5 separate regions of the Mus musculus genome follow, and all the other regions are linked to region 1. A link is a contact called in public HiChIP or PLAC-seq and promoter capture Hi-C data. All regions are on one chromosome and are shown on one strand. The core of a region is the stretch at or near the end of the contact, and the rest is flanking DNA. Distances in the headings are between cores, read along the strand shown.

Region 1 (2,700 bases), core at 161-2,660:
GCTGTGATTATCCTGATTCCAGCCAGGCCTCTGTCTCCCGCACTGGGCTCCTCTGTGCTGTCCGAGTTTCATCTCATCCTGCTCTCCTGGCCACCTTAGATTCTTTGAATGATGCTGGGGGAGTGGGAAGGTAACGGAAGAGAAGGCTGTGGGAGCTGAGATGTGCTACTGCTAGTGCCACCGCACCACTACTGCTACTACCACCGCACCATACCACACACGGGCCCAGTTTATAACCATTGCAAGAGTGCAATGGTTACTTACTGCCTGGCTTCTACAACGATGTCTCATAGTGTTGGTCACTCTTTTTGTGTTTGCTTGCTTGTGAAACAATGTCTCCATATGTAGCCCAGGCTGGCTTGGAACTCAGGAGCTTCCTGCCTCTGCCTCCCAAATCCTGGCCTCCCAGTCCGTTACTTCTCCTGTCCTCCACTGGACACTGCGATGGCTGGCATTGGTGATAGAAGAGTGGGACCGCTGGTGTTAGGGGAGAGGATTGTCATTGTCATACCTACTTGGGGGAGGAACCAGCTACCCTGAAGGAAGGGGTATTTAGGCCAGGTTCCAAAGGAATTCACCAGGTGAGCATTCCTTATAGTCTCTCTTATTAGCTAGGTGGGGGATTCTAGAAACCAGCTTGGGTCTCATCCAAGACACTGAGGGTGCTCTTACCCACAACCAATTCCAAAGACTATTCCCAGGCAGTGGCAGCTGTGGCCCTAGTTACACAGGCAATGGTGACAGGATCTGAGTAGCATTCATGTCTCAAGCACCTTTTCGCTGCATCACACAAGCCCAGATTTCTTGGTTCGGAGCACACACACACACACACACACACACACACACACGCCCGCACGCGCGCGCGCACACACACACACACACCACACACACACACACACACACACACACGCCCGCACGCGCGCGCACACACACACACACACACACCACACATACACACACACACACACACACACACACACACACACACACACACACACGGCCGCGCCTCCCTGATGCGCCCCAAGGGATGCATGCGCACACACACACACACACACACCACACATACACACACACACACACACACACACACACACACACACACACACACACACACACACACACACACACACACACACACACACACACACACACACACACACACACACACACACACACACGGCCGCGCCTCCCTGATGCGCCCCAAGGGATGCATCTGAAGAACATCCTAGTCGTAGCCCCTGCAGTTCCTAGGAGGCTCAAGAGGTGGCGATGCGGAGCAGCGTGGCCTGGCGGGAGAATCGTGAGCCCTTGGCCCGCAGAGGGGCTCGGGGTTAGGGGCCGCAAGTCGGAGCTCTGACGTCGGGGGCGGGGCCAGAAGCCGTGACGCGAGGGGAGGGGCCGCGCAGCTTCCCGGCCAGGCCGGCGATTCATTCAAAAGGCGCGCAGGCTGCGCGGCCGGCCCCGAGCGCTCGCCTAGCGGGGCCCCGGCGCCGCGTCGGACGCTGAGCGAAGCTGGTGCTGCGGGCCAGGTAAGGAGGGTGCGCACGGCCCTCAGCCCCGCTCCGCTGCTCCGAGGAAGTTCTCCTGAGCGGCGGATGCGTCAGCCCCGCTCTCCTGCCCAGTCCCGTCCCATCCTGGTGCTGTCTACGCGTCCCGGAGCCCCCGGGCTGCGCGTCCTCCCGGCACCGCGCGCGGCGCAGTCTGTCAGAAGGTGCGCGAGAGGAAGCAGCGGAACTTGGCGTGCAAGGGGTCGGGGGAGCCCGGGAAACTTGGACTGACACCAAAGGCCGGCTGCGGGACGGGACGGCGGCGCCTCGGTGCGGCTGCAGCGCGGGGCGGCCGGGAAGGGGGGGGGTGTTCTGAACGGTGTCAGCCAGTGACTGTGGGTGACACGGCGCATGAGGCGGCCTGGCCCGGGCGAACGTGTGGCTGGGACACTGGGCGGTGACGCCGAGCCTAGCGGGCGACACAGAGGGGCTCTGTGTGTGAGGCAGGCAGAGTGTGTGTGATTGTGTATGTGAGAGACCCCAGGTCACTGGGGTCACTGTGTGTGGCCGGCCTGTAGTGTGACCCGGGCTAGTTGTGAGTATAAGGTAGAACAGAGGAACCCTAAATAACTTAAGCAAGCCCTGAATCACGGGGTCATAGGGTGCATGTGGGACGGGGTGGGGGGGGAGGGAGGAGAGAGAGAGAGAGAGAGAGAGAGAGAGAGAGAGAGAGAGAGAGAGAGAGAGACTGTCTGCCTGCCTGCCTGCCTAGGATAGAGTAAGACAAGGAGGAACCTGACACCTTCCAGTGTTTGAGGGGCCAAGGAAGATCAGGAGTCTAGGGAATAAAGATCTCTCTCCAAGACACCCTTAGAGTTCAGTTTAGTGAGTTTGCACGCAGACATGACCTAGCAGAGGAAGCCAGAATTGGGTGGGCTAGCCCCTCTGGCACAGAGAAGACCTGAGGTGGTCTCAGTCTCCACTCCACTCCACGCTCACACACACACACACACACACACACACACACACACACACACACTGAAGTCCCCAACATCTAGCAAGGCACTGTGTATTCTGTTTTGTGATCAGATCTACCCCTGCTAAGCCTCAGTCTCCCAGTCTGCAGAGAGGTGTGAATAGCCTGTGAATCATCACTTTGGGATCCTCTATTGTTTTTGGGTCAGTCTTCTCCATTCTCCTCTCCCCTCCAGAC
Region 2 (2,700 bases), core at 68-2,567, 640 kb after region 1:
TATGCACTTGAGAAAACAAACACTGGGATTATCATCCCACCCTCTGAAAAAGCCTCCAAGAGCCTCGTTTACAAGTGAAAAGGATGCATTTTAATTCTAGCTTTCACCAACCCACCCTATATACCTGCACAAGGGGAGGGAGAGAGAAGAAACGATGGCATCAGCAATTCTGAAATTCCTAAGCAATTCCTAAATATCTGATCAGAATCTGCCTTTTAAGATTTGAGAATGGTGCAAATTCTATCAGTACAACTAGACTATTCTAGATGTCCATGACAATTTTTTGAACAGGATACTTCCAATAAATAACTGCCGGCAGAGGAATGAAATAAGAGGAGAACCCTTGTCACATTTAATAGCAAAAGGTGATACCAGAAAATAAGAGTGAAATAGACTAGCGAATACCTAGCCAGCGATTACCTAGTGACAGAGGGTGGAAACACAGCAGAGCAACATAGTGAGTGGTTAGTAACGTTCAAGAACCAGAAGCCACTTTCTGGTTCTGCAGAGAAGGAAGTCAAAGGAGAAAGAGGAAAGGTGATGGATGCATAGTACACAGAGGATAACTTACAACGATGAGAATGAGGACGAAGTATTTTGACCATGAGAGATGATACTCACTGGAAGGGAAGGGGCAGCAAGGGAGGAAGCGGGACTGCGGTGTAGCCTACCACAAAAGAAAGAGACTGCAGTCGTCCCTGCCCAGCCCAGCCCGCCGGGGAAAGCAGCCCCTGCATAGGTGAGAGGCATCGCCCAACTCCACTAGCCCTGCGCTGGCTGGAGCCATCTCCCCTGGAGCCTCCAGAGCCCTGGGTGGGTACCGGAAAGGGTGGACTGTGCGAGGGTGAGCAGAAAGAGGGGACAGATGCCGGGGTGACCAGGTACCCACCTTGTCCCAACGCAGCCACTGCCCGATGGCCGTGTCTAGCTGGGGGTCCCCAGTGAGGTAGGGGGCGTGGAGCAGGTTAGAGTTCAGGTCATCATCTGCGTTCTCAGCCATGGTAGACACACGGGTTTGCGGGCCCGAGGGGCGGGCGAAGACACTGAGTCAGGGGGGCTCTAGGTGCGCTCACCAGGGTCCAGAAACCCCCTCCTTGACGAAGGGCATCGGAGACCAACCGCGAGCTGTTCAGTCCGCGCCAGCTCCTGCCGCAGCTCCAGCGAACCCGGAGAGAGGGCGGAGACAGGACAGCCGCCTCCCAGCAGACTAGCTCCGGATCTCAGCTCGAACTGACTGAGGCGGGCGTGAGGCGAGAGAACAACAACAGTCCCAGATGTCTGGGTCGCCGCCTTCGCCCGCGCCGCCTTAGGCCCCGCCCCCGCGCCGCCCGCGCCGCCCCCGCCCGCCCCGGCCCGTCCGAGTGCCCGAGGCATGAGGCGCGAGCCCGGGAGCGCGCGCCCCGCACCTCCGCTGCAGCGTTTGCTGTCCGCTGAGGCGACAGTGCACAGCTGGCTTTGTTTTTTTAATGCCGTTCCTCAGCTGTCTTTCCCTTATCACCCGCCCCGCACTCGCACGTGCGCCTCCACCTGGTGTCCCCGTCGTCTCAAGCAGCCCGCCTCTGCACTCACTAGGAGAGTCCCCGGCGCGCGCAGGCCCCACCCTCTTCGCCTCAGGGCTTGGTCTCGCTTGGGAGCCCAAAGTGGCGCGCGTGACGCCTCACGGGAGTTGTAGTTTTCCCCGGTTCCCCGAGTTCTGTACACCCGTTGCCTTTCCCTTCCCTCGGAGAGAAAAAGCACCACCTGTTCCCTGACGCTTCTTACTTATGTTGTGCAGTGGTGGTCTCCTGCTTTAAGGTAAAAAAGGAATGACGTAAGGAACAACGGTATCTATTTGTACTTGAAAGTTTACGAGTCGTTTTTTGTCATTTCATTCATCCTGTGTGGTAGGTTGTATGTATATTCCTTTCCCACTTTACACAGAAGGAACTGAAAGGCAAACCGAATTTTCTGAGCAGTAGCGTTCCTGAGAAATGAATGCGGGTTTCAGTCTGTTATGTTACCTCAGCTGGCAGTTGTTTTTGTTCAGTTGTAGCCGCGGAATAGAGGTAGAGAGAATATAATGTCTGGAAAATAGATAAGAAGGTTGTCAGATGATGGGTCAGCATTTAACCCTATTTTAAGAATGTACAAACATCATAAAATTCATGAACAAGTAGGAATACAGAGGAAAAAAGAAATGAACACCTTCACTTTCTTTCTTCTATAAATGTGCGCCTTTCAGGTCTCATTACTTGAGGCCAGAGAAATACTGAAGTCTTGTATATGGACCACTCTGCTTTCTCTGTTTTTGAGACAGGGTCTCCTCTATGGCTTTGGCTAGCCTTGAACATAATATACGCCAGGCTGAAATTGAACTCTTGAGTGCTGGAATTCCAGGTGTGCACCACCACACTGTGCCAAATACCTTCTTGGTGTGACTTGACCAAGTATATTAAAACTCTTCCTCATCAGCCTTTTGCTCTTGTAAGGATTATATAATATTTATAGCATGACAGTACAGTAATTGAAGAAATAGTTTTAGAGTGTTTTGAGGCTCAAAGATAAAAGACATAATAAATCCAAAGTATTCCTTTTATTTTTTAAAGACATCATTTGTTCTAATAAAATCCAAACTACTAGCATAAAATAATTGTATTGAGAGATTCTGAAAAATAATATATGTCATTGTAAGGGGTTGCAGTGTTTGCCTTAAAAATCAAC
Region 3 (2,700 bases), core at 69-2,568, 530 kb before region 1:
CAATAGATGACTGCACCTTGGGCCCCATGGTTTTCCATTCCCATGCTCCTCAGCCATGTTACCATGGAGGCTTTCATATGTGTGACTTTCAGACCATCTGGAAGGTTCAGTGCTTCCACTCCCATTCCTGGATGGGAGTCTCCAATCCCAGCTTCTGCCCATAAGCCAGAGTCTGGCCCACAGCGCTGAGTATGTCCCTGGGTCCCTTGTCTTATATCCCCTCTGGACAAAACACTGGCTCTTCTCTCAGCATGAAGAGCCCTGGTGGGCCTGGCCTCCTGCATGGTTCTGATGTGACAGGGACATCAGATTCCAACAGCCTGGGCTCTGATCTGAGCTCACTTACTTGCCAGATAGCCCTGAATAAAATGCATTTTCCCTCTTTGTGTGTCCCCATCCCTGTGGAGAGAGTATAACCATGAATTGAGGACCTAAGGTTCTCCCAAGAGAACAGCCAATAATGCTGACACACCGTTAGATATAAGGGCTGTAGGATCTGCCCAGCAGACTGCCTGCTGCCCAACGGCCAACCTGCTGCACACATACCCACCTGCACAGCGCTTGCAGATGACAACGCAGAGGTTGATGGAGGCCCAGTCAGGCTGGGCGGCCCCACAGTCGGCACAGAACCTGTTGGGGGCTGCGGCCCAGATGCGCTCAGCCACCTCTGAGGTAGATAGGGCCTCTGCGATGGCTCCCTGCATGGCCTCCAGCCACTGTTCCTTCTCTAACTCTGAATCAGCCGAGAAGCTAGGGACACATAAGTAGAACCGGTGGGAAAGGGTTTGGAGGGATTTGAGGGTCGGGAGGAGGTGTCATCCTAAGACTGTTGGGAAACAACCAACAAAGGGAGCAAGAAAACTAGAGAGAAAACAGACTGGCAGAGGAGATGATGAGAGACAGGCAGGGACAGGCCTGAGAGGCAGAGCAGGCACAGGGCACCCTTAGGACAGTGGGGCACCAGTCAAGGGTATATACAGACGGAAGAGAGAGAGTATAAAGGTGTGTGCCATCTCCACCCTCAACCTCCTTACTCCATCCCGGAAAGAAGTCCATTAGTGAGCACCCAGTGTAGCAGCACATGCCTTTAACAGCACTCAGCAGCAGAGGCAGAAAGACTCTTCAAGTGGGAAGCTCCATCTAGACAGCAAATGCAGAATTGTCTTCCTTCCTACAAAACTCCCCTGGCTCTTTGTCTGCTGCTGTCACCACCAACTGCAAGTCACATGGGAGTGACCAAGAGGTAACGGCCATGAGTAAGAGAGGGGCTGAAGATGGCCTCCACCAGGACAGCCAGGAGAGGAACTCGAAAGCTGCCAGGGCCTCAGATAAGCAACAAGCACGCTCACCCCGCTGCAGTAAACCCGTGGTCCCAAGCGGTGGAAGCCCTTTCTGCTGAACCTCTATCAGCCTCCTTCAAGTTGGTGACAATGACAGTAATCAGGAAGCACAGTGGCTTCTGCAGCTGACAGAAAGGGAAACCCTAAAGTGTCTGGCTGCAGCATTTGTGGTCACTAAGGACTATGGCAAAGAACTATAGGGCCAAAGTCATAGGATATTTCGAATGGGAGGATGGACAAACACCCACTTAGCTCTTGAGATCAAAGGTCACTACCCTGATATAAGTATGGATAGAGTGAAGGCCCTGAGACTGGCAACCAGAGTACTGAGACGGAGACCAGAGGGCCTGAATGGCGACAGACACAGAGAAGAAACAGACAAGGCAGAGTGCAAAGGAGGTAAACTGTGTCAAGCCACATGAGGCAGAGAAGGGCCATGGGGAGATGTTCAAGGGACAACAGGCCCACGTGCTTTGAGCACAAGCAAGTTCTGCTGGAGAACCCACAGCTCGGAGTCGGGGATGGCAGGGTGGCACTGCAGACGTTCCCTGGGTCCCAGGCCATGGAGGGTTGCAGGTGCTGGTGGGACACCTCATAAACAGCGTGGTGGGCAAAGAGAACAGAGCTGGCCAGAACAGATGGAGAGGGATGAAGACGTCTGGCAGACTAAGGCAGGTGGGTGAGCAATGGAAGGGAGAAAAAAATACCAAGAGGATTGACTGCCCATGAGCTGAAGGTGGAGCAGGGGCTCACCTGAAGATGCGGTAGGGGGTAGTGAGGTCAAAGCTGCGCCGATCCACTTCCTTGACATTGCCCACATTCATGTCGATAAAGGTGATACCAATGCCCAGATGGAATTCCTGATGGGTGGGTGGGAAGGGAGGAAGGCAAAGGCTGACAACAGGGCTTCAGGTGCAGGACAAGGGATAGGGAAGTCGTCCCTAGGGAGTGGAAAGAGCCTAAGAAGGAGGAAGGGCGGGAATCTGAGCCAGGACAGCAGTCTGGACTAGAGCAACGGGGATGACAGTAGGGGAGGCATAGGAGTGAGTGAAACAGGACGTGGGGGGGGGGTGCTGTTCAGGGACAGGATGGAGATGAGGCACAGGCAGGCAGGAGAGAAGAGGGGAGATGCTGTCCCAGTGCAGAAAAGGCTGGAAGGGAAAGTACTGGACTTAGATCCTAAGCAGGACCAGGGAGAGACCAGGTGGACAGGAGCAGGGCAGGTAAGAGGACGGATGAGTACGGGACAGGGAGACCTCAGTGGCCTGGTAGAGCCCTTCATACCTCCAGATTCTTATAGAGCTGTACTTTGTCCCCAGTCACAGCCACGTAAAGCTTATTCTTGAAGCCTCGTAGCTCC
Region 4 (2,700 bases), core at 177-2,676, 590 kb before region 1:
AAGCACATATACCCCAGACTCACCCATCCCTCACTACAGGTGAAGGACATTTACCCCCTCTCTCTATCCCCAAACCCAACTGCCCCAGTCACTACCAGGACAGCTGGGATAAGGAGATATCATGTATAAGTTATAAATACCAGTGTCCCACCTCACGATCCCTACCCACCATATATTTTGGGCACCCTGAGGGCAACGTTCTCCATGTTTAAGCCCTTGGACTTGAGTCCATCCTATGCCATACCTGAGAACACAGGCACAGGTGGAGGTCCTAGAGGCTCCAGCCCTGTCTTCTGAGCCGGTTCCCCCACGACCCAAAGTAGAGGCAGACATGTAGGGAAGGCATGGTCACAGAAAGACCCTAGCACAAAGATAGAGACCTACAGAAACTGAAGGGCTGAACAGACCAGGAGAGGTAGGCAGCCTGGAGCAACACACTAAACAAGAGAACAGCAGAGGGGCCAAAGGATGATGCACTCAGAAATTTGGGAACTGGAAGAATGATATGGGACTATCACATCTAGAGGCTGGGAGGCAACAGGAGGAGACTGGAGGTCTGTGTAAAAGATGAGGACTGGGAGGGGGCAGTCTGGCAGAGGAGAAGAGAGAATCTGGGTTTTAAAAGGGGGTTGGACCCTTGGGTTGGGTGGAAGATGGTGACTAGAATCTAGATGATTAGTAAGGATGGGGAGTAAGACTTTATAAAATAGAAGATAGAGGTTTGGGGGTGAGGTCCTACTTATGAGGTAAAGTTCTCTGCAGCCAGGGGCTTAGGGGATATGGGTGTGCCTGGAATCTGATATGTACAGTAGAGAGCCAGAGGTTTGAGAGGGGAGTGGGACTAACCTGGGAGGAGGGAACTCCGGGTTTATACAGAGCTGTTAATGTGGCTGAGGGGGGCAACGAGGATTAGGACTTCGGGGCTTGGGATGGAGGAGTTCTAGATGCGAAGCAGAGTCAGAATCTGGAGGGGCATTTGAACTATGAGCCGAAGAATCAAGGACCCCCTCTGGGTATGGCTGCAGTCCCATTCAGTACAAGACGGGTTCCAAACTAAGGGAAGGGTCCCCTCTTAAAGGAAGGTTCAGGAGAGAGTAGACCGTGGGGCAGACGACTGCAAGCTCTTCAGAAGACCGGGCCCTCACCGGGCTCTCCCTGGACACCCGCTTCTCCCTGTTACCCAGAATGGGGGGGGGGGGGGCCTCCTACCTGCAGGCTGTCGGCGCATGGCTGCGGCGGCGGCTCGTCCGGCTTGAGGAAGACCTGCTGGCCCCGCCTGAGGAATTGGACAACAGCGATGAGGATGTGGTGCAACACCAGGACCATGCTCGCAGCCGCCCGCCCGCCCCTCCAGCCCGGCCCGCTGCACTCGGTCAGCGCGTCCGCAACAGCTTCGCCGGTCCGCGCGAGGGTCCGCCCTGGTCCCGCCCCGCCCCCGCCCCCGTCCCGCCCCAGGCCTCCAGGCCCCGCCTACGTTTCTGCTACCGGGGACAGCACTTCAACGCCTTCCAAAGATCGGACCCCACCCGATCCCGGCCGGCTTGCTCCCTGCCAGGCCTTCACCCTCTCAAGTCTCCTGCAGCGGGTCGGCTACGAGGGCTCCCACTCCTCGGTCGCCTCTCAGCCTTCGCTGCCTTCCGCTTATCCCATTGTCACTCCTCCTATGTGGTAGGGCCCCTCCCAGAGTCCCGCGCACTGTCGCACCACATTCTCTCCCCATCACTTGGACTTCAGTAGCCCGGCCAGAACCCCGAGGCCGAGTCCAGCGCAGTGCGGGGAGAGGGGCCGCGGCCACAGTCCGGGAGCCCCGAGGTCCTTTCACTCCTTCCAGTACAGAGGGTAGAGGAAAGTGAGGGAGAAATTTAGAGGTCGCTCCAAAATGGGACGAGCCCTGAAGCGGTAGCAGATCTGTGAAGGAGACACGTGCGCCCTGACACACACAGGCGCACCGTTCCCAAATGTGGGGTGAGAGCACTGGGTTCCTAAGGCTACCAGATAGGCCTTCATCGGCGTCCCAGGAGGCTGAAAAGGGTGCAAGCCCCAGGGCCATCTAGTCCGCAGTTCCGCGGTGGGACCCCGAGAGCTGGGAGCGCATTTCTCTGCAGAGCCGCCTCTGTGCTCAGGCACTTGCAGCAGCCGTGACGCTCCTGCGCCCCCTGGTGTTCTATCGCAAAGGTGCACCCTGACCCCAGTAGGGGATGGCTGGAGGGATGAGGGGACATTTGTGTAACTTGGGTCAAACCCCTTGCCTGGACCAACCTGTTTTCTAGCCTCTGCTTGCTATAAGATGGGCTAAGGCACAGGACGAGTCTATATCAAATGGTGAATTTGGGTCTTCCTGGATTTTGCCAGTGTAACTTTAGCTTGATCCCCTTCCCATTGGGTGTCAGTTGTCCCACAGGGCTGCCAGAAGACAAAAACTTGGAATGATGGTGAGACAGACAGACTCCTGACAGCCCTCACTGTGACTTTCCCTGGTTCTCCTTTCTGCGCTACTGCCCCTCTTCCTGTACTTCCCTCTCCCCCCAGCCCTTGGAAGGTGACTCAGTGAGCCCCCTGCTCCTTGCCTCATAGATGTGATTCATTTGGGCCCTTTCCCCCTGGGGAGCAATTTCCCCAGTGTTGAGTCACTGAGCCCAGTGCTGGACACGGTCCCAGCACCTGGCACAGGCTTGGAAGTGTCCTAGCTGTCCCAGTAGC
Region 5 (2,700 bases), core at 168-2,667, 640 kb before region 1:
AGGAATGGAGACAGGTTTATGGGAGGAAAGGCAGACACGGGTTGCCCCGCCTCACCGTGGACTTGAACCCTCACCTTGCAGGAAAGCTGTAGATTGTCCTCCGACACCAGCAGGAGGCAGCAGTGAGTGGCCTGTGTCTCCTGCTGCAGCTGCAGGGGGACAGACAGAGCCAGGCTGAGGGCGGGGCTGGAACACCCGCTAGCCTCTCTGGGTTTTTCAGGATTGTAGAAGAGAAGAGAGGGTGGGGTGTCCCAATCTGAACAGAGGTGATGGGGTCAAGGGTCTGTTGGTCTTTGGAGAGAGAGAGGGTGGAAGAGGAGATAGATGCTCAGGGACTCACATATTGAAGGACTTTGAGCTGCAGAGAAGTAGCATCCAAGTCAAAGAGTTCCCCTGCAAGAACAAGGCTGAAATCAGAGAGGGCTCTGCCTTGCCTGGGGGCTGCTTCCAGGCTCCACCCCTGCCTCTCCTCAGGCTCCGCCCCTGTCTCTCCTCAGGCTCCACCCCTGTCTCTCCTCAGGCTCCACCCCTGCCTCTCCTCAGGCACCGCCCCTGTCTCTCCTCAGGCTCCGCCCCTGTCTCTCCTCAGGCTCCGCCCCATCTCTCCTCAGGCTCCACCCCTGCCTCTCCTCAGGCTCCACCCCTGCTTCTCCTCAGGCTCCACCCCTGCCTTGCTTAAGGCTCCACCCCTGACTCTCAGGCTCCGCCCCTACCTCGCCTCAGGCTCCACAAGACCACCCAGAACACCCACATGCTTTCCAAGTGTTATCTGGGTTCTGCCTTGTGTTATAACTCACCTCTCAGGTCCCGCCCACTCCAGAGACCTGGCCCTGCCCCTCCAGGATCGACCCTATCCTATAGACCTGCCCGAGTTTGGCCCTCACCACACAGTTGCAGGATCTTTCGGTCATGGTCGGTGTACCCCTTCTCATCCTTTTGATCTTCAGAGGCATCCACTGACGTGTTCTGAACAGCTTCAGGCCTGCGCTGCTGCAGGGCCTGCACCCTCCGCAGGGCTACCAGAGCCTAGGGGACGGCCGAGTGGTCAGCATGACCTTGCCGTTCAGTGTCACTACCTGACTCCCCTCCTTAGCTCAAACAAATCCCTCTTGGGTCCCCCATAATGTTCATTGCCTATCCCTGTTCTGGTTCCAAACAATTCAACCCGCTGGTCCCTCCACTTCCTAGGAGCTCCCACTGTCCTTAGAGCCTCGCTTCTTCCACGGCTAAGTATAGCTGCCCCCGGACCCCCGCTCGCAGACTCTTCAAAAGAGGATCAGATTTCCTGTCTAACACCACCCTGATTAAGATCACAGACTCCTGAAACATTAGGCAGAAAAGAGCCTCAGTTATACACAGGGTCTTTGACTCATCACTAACCCAGCTAAGTTAGCGCTATGTTACCCCATCTTCAGTTGTGAAACTGCTTGCTCAAGGTGGTCACGCTGGAACCAGAAGCCAGGCCTGTCCAGCTCTCTGGCCAGATCGTCTTTCCTACAAGCTCTGGTAAGGATCCTCAGCAGCCCCTGTGTTACCACGATCCTACCCGACTCACGTGCTTCTCTACCACCTGCAAGCTCTGTTCCTCACTGTCACTCAGCTGGCCACAGTGCACCTGGAGAGAAGGGAGAAGCGACCAGATGTGACCTTCCCCAGTCTGTCTTCACTTGCATGTCCTCCCGTGGCCAGCTCAACACCAGTTGCCACCAATACAGTCTATGACCTCCATGTAAGCCAGGCAGCTAGCTCTGAAGGTGACTTTCCCAAGGAAGACGTCCAGGGCAGGTGATAAGAGTGGAACTTTCCTGTCTGTCCCATCACTTTCCACGCTTACTGTTCCGTTCCTGGAGCAAACTGTGCCACAGACAGCCCAGTCCAGGTATACAGAGTCAGGAAGGCGGACCTCAGACCCTTCTCCATCGTCCACACACGGAGCGCTTCAGGCCCTGATTAGAGGATTTGTGGAATTGGCTTTAGCCTCCAGCTCCATCCGTTCTGAGTGGGGTTTGAGTTGCCCTTACATCTGGGGTTAAAGAAGGGAGCCCAGGCATGACTGACACCTGCCAGGAAGCTGTGCACAGATGAATGGGCTGAGGGAGGGAGTGCTTTTTGCCTTACACATGGTTCTCACCATGGGGAGATGCAATCTTCCCCTTACAGATGAGCCAGGGAGGCCAGAGGTGGGGGACCTTCCGAAAATCATCAAGCAGAAAGTAGCAGCGTTAGGACATCTCTATCCACCCCTCCCCTTCCCGCTTCCATGTTGACTCTCTAGATTCATTCTTACCACGCGGTTATCCTCCCCTGTCCTGTGTCCCTGTGCTAGTTAGTCACCAGGGCTCACTTCAGCCATCTTTCATGCTCTTCCTCTAGCACTCTTGGGTGTTTAAGAGGGAAATGTGGAGAAACGGGGATGGAAAAAAGCAGAGATGACAGCCTAGGGACCCATGGTGGCCCGCCAACAAGGCTTCCTCCCCACCTGCTGTCTCAACTTCCTTAGCTTACTCAAAGCTGTTCGCCACCTGTGGGGCTCCCACAGTGCTCGCAGGGGGTGTGGGCTTCATCCTGCTTCCCTCACCCAGCAGCCCCTGCCTGCCTCCCTGCGCTGGGTCCCCTGCCAGGAACAGATGAGGAGGAGGAGACCAGCAGGAAGCTCACAGGCTGGCCAGGAGCGGGATGAGTCGGGGTACGCGTGGAAGG

The links. Promoter capture Hi-C pulls out the DNA fragments that hold promoters and counts their contacts. HiChIP or PLAC-seq counts read pairs in DNA pulled down with a chosen protein or histone mark.
Region 2: a contact with region 1 is called in a promoter capture Hi-C map of pre-B cells, with 4 times the contacts expected there. The contact joins the promoter of Pgm2l1 here to the promoter of Relt in region 1. A contact is called at or near these places in 4 of 39 promoter capture datasets (the C10 cell line, liver and pre-B cells), 1 of 484 Hi-C or Micro-C datasets (CD4 T cells) and 1 of 115 datasets of contacts at active chromatin or transcription factors (memory CD8 T cells).
Region 3: an H3K27ac HiChIP or PLAC-seq map of microglia shows a contact between it and region 1, with 5 times the contacts expected there. The contact joins the enhancer-like site here to the promoter of Relt in region 1. A contact is called at or near these places in 1 of 39 promoter capture datasets (pre-B cells), 1 of 484 Hi-C or Micro-C datasets (embryonic stem cells), 7 of 115 datasets of contacts at active chromatin or transcription factors (acute myeloid leukemia, bone marrow-derived dendritic cells, bone marrow-derived macrophages and 4 more) and 3 of 9 other capture datasets (adipose tissue, liver and macrophages).
Region 4: a contact with region 1 is called in an H3K4me3 HiChIP or PLAC-seq map of the 230-238 cell line, with 11 read pairs. The contact joins the promoter of Pde2a here to the promoter of Relt in region 1. A contact is called at or near these places in 4 of 39 promoter capture datasets (the C10 cell line, liver and pre-B cells), 4 of 115 datasets of contacts at active chromatin or transcription factors (the 230-238 cell line, large pre-B cells, memory CD8 T cells and 1 more) and 1 of 9 other capture datasets (adipose tissue).
Region 5: an H3K27ac HiChIP or PLAC-seq map of embryonic stem cells shows a contact between it and region 1, with 5 times the contacts expected there. The contact joins the enhancer-like site here to the promoter of Relt in region 1. A contact is called at or near these places in 4 of 39 promoter capture datasets (the 3T3-L1 cell line, liver and pre-B cells), 1 of 15 datasets of contacts at CTCF or cohesin (large pre-B cells), 1 of 484 Hi-C or Micro-C datasets (CD8 T cells), 2 of 115 datasets of contacts at active chromatin or transcription factors (embryonic stem cells and large pre-B cells) and 1 of 9 other capture datasets (liver).

Annotation. Positions count from the first base shown.
Region 1 is chr7:100,862,123-100,864,822 of GRCm38.p6, reverse strand. Relt (RELT tumor necrosis factor receptor) reads left to right here and starts at 1,410. Exons shown (of 11, transcript NM_177073.6): 1 at 1,410-1,529.
Region 2 is chr7:100,226,224-100,228,923 of GRCm38.p6, reverse strand. Pgm2l1 (phosphoglucomutase 2-like 1) reads right to left here and starts at 1,317. Exons shown (of 14, transcript NM_027629.3): 1 at 890-1,317. The coding sequence starts at 1,000. It overlaps Gm34877 (a long non-coding RNA gene), which reads left to right and starts at 1,519. Exons shown (of 3, transcript XR_869834.3): 1 at 1,519-1,794.
Region 3 is chr7:101,388,114-101,390,813 of GRCm38.p6, reverse strand. Arap1 (ArfGAP with RhoGAP domain, ankyrin repeat and PH domain 1) reads right to left here. Exons shown (of 34, transcript NM_001040111.1): 10 at 2,625-2,700; 11 at 2,094-2,200; 12 at 551-750. Among named protein-coding and RNA genes, the nearest start is that of Gm35219, 35 kb to the right of the region's middle. Within about 2 kb of position 1,318, at least 12 of the 459 cell types and tissues checked have an H3K27ac peak or open chromatin away from gene starts, as enhancers often do. A contact at or near this core is called in bone marrow-derived macrophages, macrophages and microglia, where this site is marked.
Region 4 is chr7:101,449,978-101,452,677 of GRCm38.p6, reverse strand. It overlaps Pde2a (phosphodiesterase 2A, cGMP-stimulated), which reads right to left and starts at 1,426. Exons shown (of 30, transcript NM_001143849.2): 1 at 1,210-1,426. The coding sequence starts at 1,326.
Region 5 is chr7:101,499,303-101,502,002 of GRCm38.p6, reverse strand. It overlaps Pde2a (phosphodiesterase 2A, cGMP-stimulated), which reads right to left. Exons shown (of 30, transcript NM_001143849.2): 6 at 1,556-1,615; 7 at 885-1,026; 8 at 341-393; 9 at 75-149. Among named protein-coding and RNA genes, the nearest start is that of Mir139, 25 kb to the right of the region's middle. Within about 2 kb of position 1,417, at least 29 of the 459 cell types and tissues checked have an H3K27ac peak or open chromatin away from gene starts, as enhancers often do.